2 separate regions of the Sus scrofa genome follow, and region 2 is linked to region 1. A link is a contact called in public HiChIP or PLAC-seq data. All regions are on one chromosome and are shown on one strand. Each heading gives the region's core, a stretch centred on a gene start, on an enhancer-like site or on the middle of the called end of the contact. The rest is flanking DNA. Distances are from core to core; before and after follow the strand shown.

Region 1 (2,842 bases), core at 144-2,643:
TTATTTATGCTTTTGACATAACAATGAACAAAAATGTTTACCTCCCTGACCGTCAACATCCTAGGAGTAGGGACAGTGTTGCATAGACTTTATATCCTCAGTGCCTCATTCCACGCATAGCACGCGGTAGGCACTTTACAAGCATTCATTAAATAAATGGAACCAAGCAGCCCCAGTTTTAGGGGGGAAATGATAGAATCACCTCTAATGTAACAAGCATCCATTTTGAGAGTGAGAATTTAATTGGGAAAAAAAAAGAAAGCTGATAATTACACAGCACTTTCTACATTCTATGTGTAATACATGGATTATGTCATTTAATCCTCAAAACAAAGCCATCCTTTTGTGTATAAGGTAGGGTGTAGGGGGGAAGCAACGTATTCTGTGTTATACAACCAGAAGGCCATGGAACTGAGAGTTGAACTGGACGGCCGGGCCCCACATATACCTCACAAACCACAGCTCACTGTCTAGCTTAACTGTACAGGGTGGTCTTTAGTCATTAATACTGGTGGTGCTTTGTGGCCCAAACTGTTTCTCTGTCACCTGGAAAAGGTCTTGCCTGTGCTTAGATTAGATATGGAGGAGCCAGAAGGAATTTGGGATTGCTATCATCTGCTCCCTGCCACAATACTTCTCAACCAGCTCTACACGAAAATTTGACTTTTCCACAGAAGACCAGCTTCAAGGCAAGGCAAGTGGTTCAGGAACCATCCCACTTGACTTTCTCTTCTGCAAATTATGTACGAGTTCTGTCAAAGTTTTGCTCTCCTAAATTTTCCACATGGGCCTCCAAGGAGTTGAAAAACAAAAATCATTTTCCAGTTTCTCTGGCTTCAAGCCTGATTCCAGGACGTGATCCAACACTAATCACCACCCAAATGCCTGTCAGGGAGATGGTCGCTATGTACTCTGGCATATAGTACTAAGGCAGTCTTGCACAATGTTGTTACAGCATTATGTTATAATTACACCCCGGCCTTGTTTCCTGCACATCTCACAGATGCTTATCCAGCAAGGGGGTGTTAGCTGACAATCACTCTGAACAAGCCTGGACAAATGAAATAATAGCGGTAACCCTGAGGAACTCCTGAGAGAATATATAGCTAATATTCTAGAACATTCGGCCAGTTCAATATTCTCTTACAGGCAAGTCAAACCTCAGGCAGCTTTTCTGTTCTGACTTCTTTTTGCGCTCTCTTGTCTGGTCAGAGCAACGTCACTTTAACTCCTCGGTATCTGCAGACTTAAAACATGAAACACAGGAGGAAATTCTTAGAACCCCTCAGCCCCCACTCCACCTCCCAAAGAAGCTAAAAGCTGAAGGAGTGGTGTAGCAGACTGTTTGTTATAACTGCTGAGGAGGGAGGGGCTGCCTACCTACGGCCCGTTGCTCCTCCCCTGGGAGGGGAACAACAGAATCCTATTGGCCACAGACAATGTGACTCAGGTCAGACAAGATAGAACTCTGGGGAGAAGTTCCCACCAAAATCCAGGGAAGTGGGGAGGAGAAAACTCCTGAGGGAAGAATCTAGGTGGTGGTGTATGTGGTTTACATTCCTGTCTGTGTTTTAAGAGGTTTCCAAGCAGGTTTTAATTAACCTCCAACTGAAACTTGCTAAACAAGTTTTGCAGCCCAGGTTATTATGTTAGTATTTTTCTGGGTGTATTGTCCTAGGTTTGAATTTCATTAAGTTTATTTTTCTTTCTAACTAAAACTCTGGGAAAAAGCAAAGTGGATGTTTTAAAACCTAGGTATTTCCTGGTAATGGCTTGCAGGAAAGAATGAGATTTGGGTTGAGAAAGGAAGTGAAAATTTAACATTTACAAGTGATAAGACAAAACCAAAAGTATTATTTTTTAAAAGTATGCCTTCCTTCCAGGGAAAAATACACAGTCCCTTAGGTCAAATGATAATTATTTGAGACTTTGTTTTTAAAACAAACCCTTAGTCTTCATATGCTCCAACACCTAGGGGAGAAACGCCAAGCAGTTTCTGTTTCTTTCTAGTCTACTTCATCAGGGCCTGCATTTCAGAAACTAAAGCACAACATGATCTTTCTGCAACAATAACCACTGAATAATAATCACTCTATCCTCAAAAGAGCCACTGAGAAGAGTGGGCTTTGAGGATACTTGAAAAGATGCAGGCTGCTGCACCAGAAGGCTCTGTGCCAGAACCCTAAGAATAATCTCTTGACATGATCCCTAATAAATCACCCTCTACAGTCATTTACATAAGCCTCTGCCCCAAAAGCACAGTGGAGTCATCTAGGTCAAGGCCTTCAAAACGGGAAATGTTTGCCACTTGAGGTACATGAGAACTTTATAGGCAACTGAGTTTTAAGAACTCGCTTTCCAAGCCTCAAATTCATATACAGTCTTTCTGGAAATAATCTGCCTGACAATATCCCTGAGGTAAAGAGGTCACGCTCGGTTCCCTTTGCCCGTTTCTCCTTTCATGGTAGCTCTTTTCCGACTTGACTAAACAAAAGTGTATCTCCATCCACCCTGAATCTTAGGAGAGTGTGTCACCTCAAAGTATAAAAACCTCTGGGCACCAAATCAAAGAATAATTCAGCAATGTACAGCTCCTAAGGGAAGAGTTCCCTGAGAGTTAAGACAGGGTCAGGGAGGAAAAATCATCTTTTATCTACCTCTCTAGGTTCTTGGCTAAGAGCCCCCTGTAATAAAAGGCAGATGAGTAAGTTCCTGCAGTGGCACAGGGGGTTAAGAATCCAACTGCAGTGACTTGAGTCCCTGTGGAGGCACGGGTTTGATCCCCAGCCCAGTGCAGTGGGTTAAGGGATCTGATGCTGCCACAGCTCTGGCATAGGTCACA
Region 2 (2,767 bases), core at 114-2,613, 75 kb after region 1:
AATTCTACAGTAAAGATGGGAAAAGAGATATGTAAGGGAAGGTATCAGAACCAGTTGCCACTTGGAAAAAGATTTGTTTTATTTAATTCAGTTAAATTAATTCAGAGCAAGTTATCTTAATACTGGTAAGTGGCCTTAAATAATAAATGCTGAATGTGAGGGAGGACATAAAGAACATTACAAAAAACTGACCACTGCTTCATTAAAATCCATTCTTGGTTTTTGGTGCACATAAGAAAAGAAAAACTACAGACCAATGTCTAGAGTGACCTCCCATTTCTTTTGCTAGCAAAATTTGTTTACTATGAAGAAAAACTAAATCAGTTCTTAAAAAAAGGGACTAGAACTTGTAGGCCTAAAGAAAGAGCTAGGAATCAGAAATATTTTCATTCATGAAGACTTTATAGGAAAATAAAACCAGTACAATCACAAAAAAAGGCTTTTTATTTAGAAGTAGTACAAATGAACATGTTAACTATTCTATCAGCTACAAAGGCATTTTGCTGCACTAAGCATCATGCACAAATGAAGTAAAAAACAAAAAGCAACCTAGGTTGAAAAGCAAAGAGACAAAGTACTTTTATAACCACAAAAAAAGAGCAAGAGAGAAATAACAGTAGACATGTCTACATGATACAAAAATATTTGCAAATCTGCTAAGCTTATCTTAAACACCATTGGATGGCTTAAAAATCATCTAGAACACGAGAATAAAGTCTATTACAACACATTATGAGTAAAGTCTTTAGGTGTTTCATAACTCAATAATATGGTTACGATACTCTAGTATAATGGCCTAATTTATATTATTGACAGAATCTATGCTTACTATTTTCTTTCTAAATTGGTGAACAAAAGTTCAGCACTGGCAGAGACAGTGAAAATTTAAAAATTTTTTAAAAAGTTCTGGATGAAAATTGAGTTTATAAGTCTCAAGCAGAGTAAATCTAGACCATGTCACACACATCTACATACTTCTACTTTATCAACAATTTTCAAAATCAAGATCAAGTATGACAACTATGTGTATCAAAGCCCAGGAAAGCATTGTGCAGAACGTAAACTTCAGTTTCAGATGTTAAAAGTCGCAGACATGCTTTCATGAAATAATGATAAATGCCTGATCTAAAACCTGAGCAGTAACAGTCAATCTGCATATGTAGTTCTGTGATCACTGGGGCAAAGAGTTCAGTACTAAAGTATGTAATTACCCCCTCTTTTAGTTATCTACCCTCCCATTATAGCAGTCAAAATGCTCTGTACCCATTCCTATTTCAAGTGGTACTGGCTTGTAGAATCTCTGTAGGGAGAGAAACTTCCTAATTTTGATATAAATGTTTACACTGTATCCTTTTCCTTCTACTGAAGTTCCAGCCCTATATCATCCCCTGGTGGACAGTAATGTTTTCATAGCCTTGACCAAGGAGATAGGTACCACTGTCCTCTGATCTCTAGTCAAGGAGCTACACGCCATCCAGGGGGAAGGAAATTATCTCTGCAGCTATGGCAACAGCTGCCACCAGGAAGCGAGGGCTCTCTGCTACCCACCCCGCAGAGATGACACTGATAAACATTTTTAAGCCTGGCACTATTAGGGTGGGGCGGTTTATTGTGCCTTTTTCTGAAAACATGCAGCCAATATAGACTTTTCACTATTGACTCTAAACAGAAATACATTCACTCCATTTTCAGAAAAGCTATACCTGACACCAACTTGTATATGGTTCGCAATAATGTCGGAGATGGGAGATGTTTTCTTCAAGTTGGGTCCTTGGCTCTTCCACATATTTAGATTGACCCTCAGGAACAGAGTAGAGAGAAAGCTGCAGAGATTGAAAAACAAAACAAAAAGAAATTAAGAAGCGTATACAGTAATGAGGTAACAATCAATTATCAAATTTGGTTTTGTTGTGTTTGTCTTTTTAGAGCCACACCCATGGCATATGGAGGTTCCCAGGCTAGGGGTCAAATCGGAGATGCAACTGCTAGCCTACACCACAGCCACAGCAACGGTGGATCCGAGCCACATCTGCGACGTGCACCACAGCTCACAGAAACACCGGATCCTTAACCCACTGAGCGAAGCCAGGGATCAAACCCATGACCTCATGGATACTAGTCGGGTTCATTAAAGCTGAACCACGACAGGAACTCCCAATTATCAAATTTGTAAACATCGTATTTCTAATAATTCATAAGCTAAAATGACTAAGGGTTATGTGCACCCTGAAAACTGCTTCAGAGGATCTTTGCACTTTACTTATTTCCTTACTCAATAAGGACAAGGTCCAGAGAGCAGGGCTCTGAGGTGACCTAGCCTCCTGTACTCTCCTGGTAGCAGATGAAGCAACCCCCCTTTACTTGTTCTGTATACTGGTATTTGATATTCCACCTTAGATTTAGTATGGAAAAAGGATTCTATTACTCTAAAGTGTGGGTGGGAGGTGGGATAGGAAAAAAAAGCTTGAGAGTAACTGAAGAGCATGTGACTTAGTCCTAATGATCAGCCTAGTGCTAATCAAAGCAGGATAGCAGGTTTGTCCCCCACTCAAAGAGGAAACGTTTCACAGCCACCACTGGCTGCCTTTTTCACTCTCAAATATGCCACTGTCTTAAGGCCTGCAAAGAGTAAAGGGCAAAAAAATAAGCTATTTAGCTTTATGTAAACATTATTCAAATGACCCTGCTCATGACTGAAGGTAGATCTTTATGACATTTCAATGCAACTCAAAAGAAACTAAATATCCAAAATAATCAGTGGGAGCTA

Evidence for each region. HiChIP or PLAC-seq counts read pairs in DNA pulled down with a chosen protein or histone mark.
Region 2: an H3K27ac HiChIP or PLAC-seq map of alveolar macrophages shows a contact between it and region 1. The contact joins two enhancer-like sites. A contact is called at or near these places in 8 of 47 Hi-C or Micro-C datasets (blood, epiblast stem cells, heart right ventricle and 3 more) and 2 of 2 datasets of contacts at active chromatin or transcription factors (alveolar macrophages and skeletal muscle).

Annotation. Positions count from the first base shown.
Region 1 is chrX:19,917,633-19,920,474 of Sscrofa11.1, forward strand. No RefSeq gene overlaps it. Among named protein-coding and RNA genes, the nearest start is that of SAT1, 11 kb to the left of the region's middle. Within about 2 kb of position 1,394, at least 36 of the 83 cell types and tissues checked have an H3K27ac peak or open chromatin away from gene starts, as enhancers often do. A contact at or near this core is called in alveolar macrophages, where this site is marked.
Region 2 is chrX:19,992,483-19,995,249 of Sscrofa11.1, forward strand. APOO (MICOS complex subunit MIC26) reads right to left here. Exons shown (of 9, transcript XM_005674464.3): 3 at 1,704-1,823. Among named protein-coding and RNA genes, the nearest start is that of APOO, 24 kb to the right of the region's middle. Within about 2 kb of position 1,364, at least 6 of the 83 cell types and tissues checked have an H3K27ac peak or open chromatin away from gene starts, as enhancers often do. A contact at or near this core is called in alveolar macrophages, where this site is marked.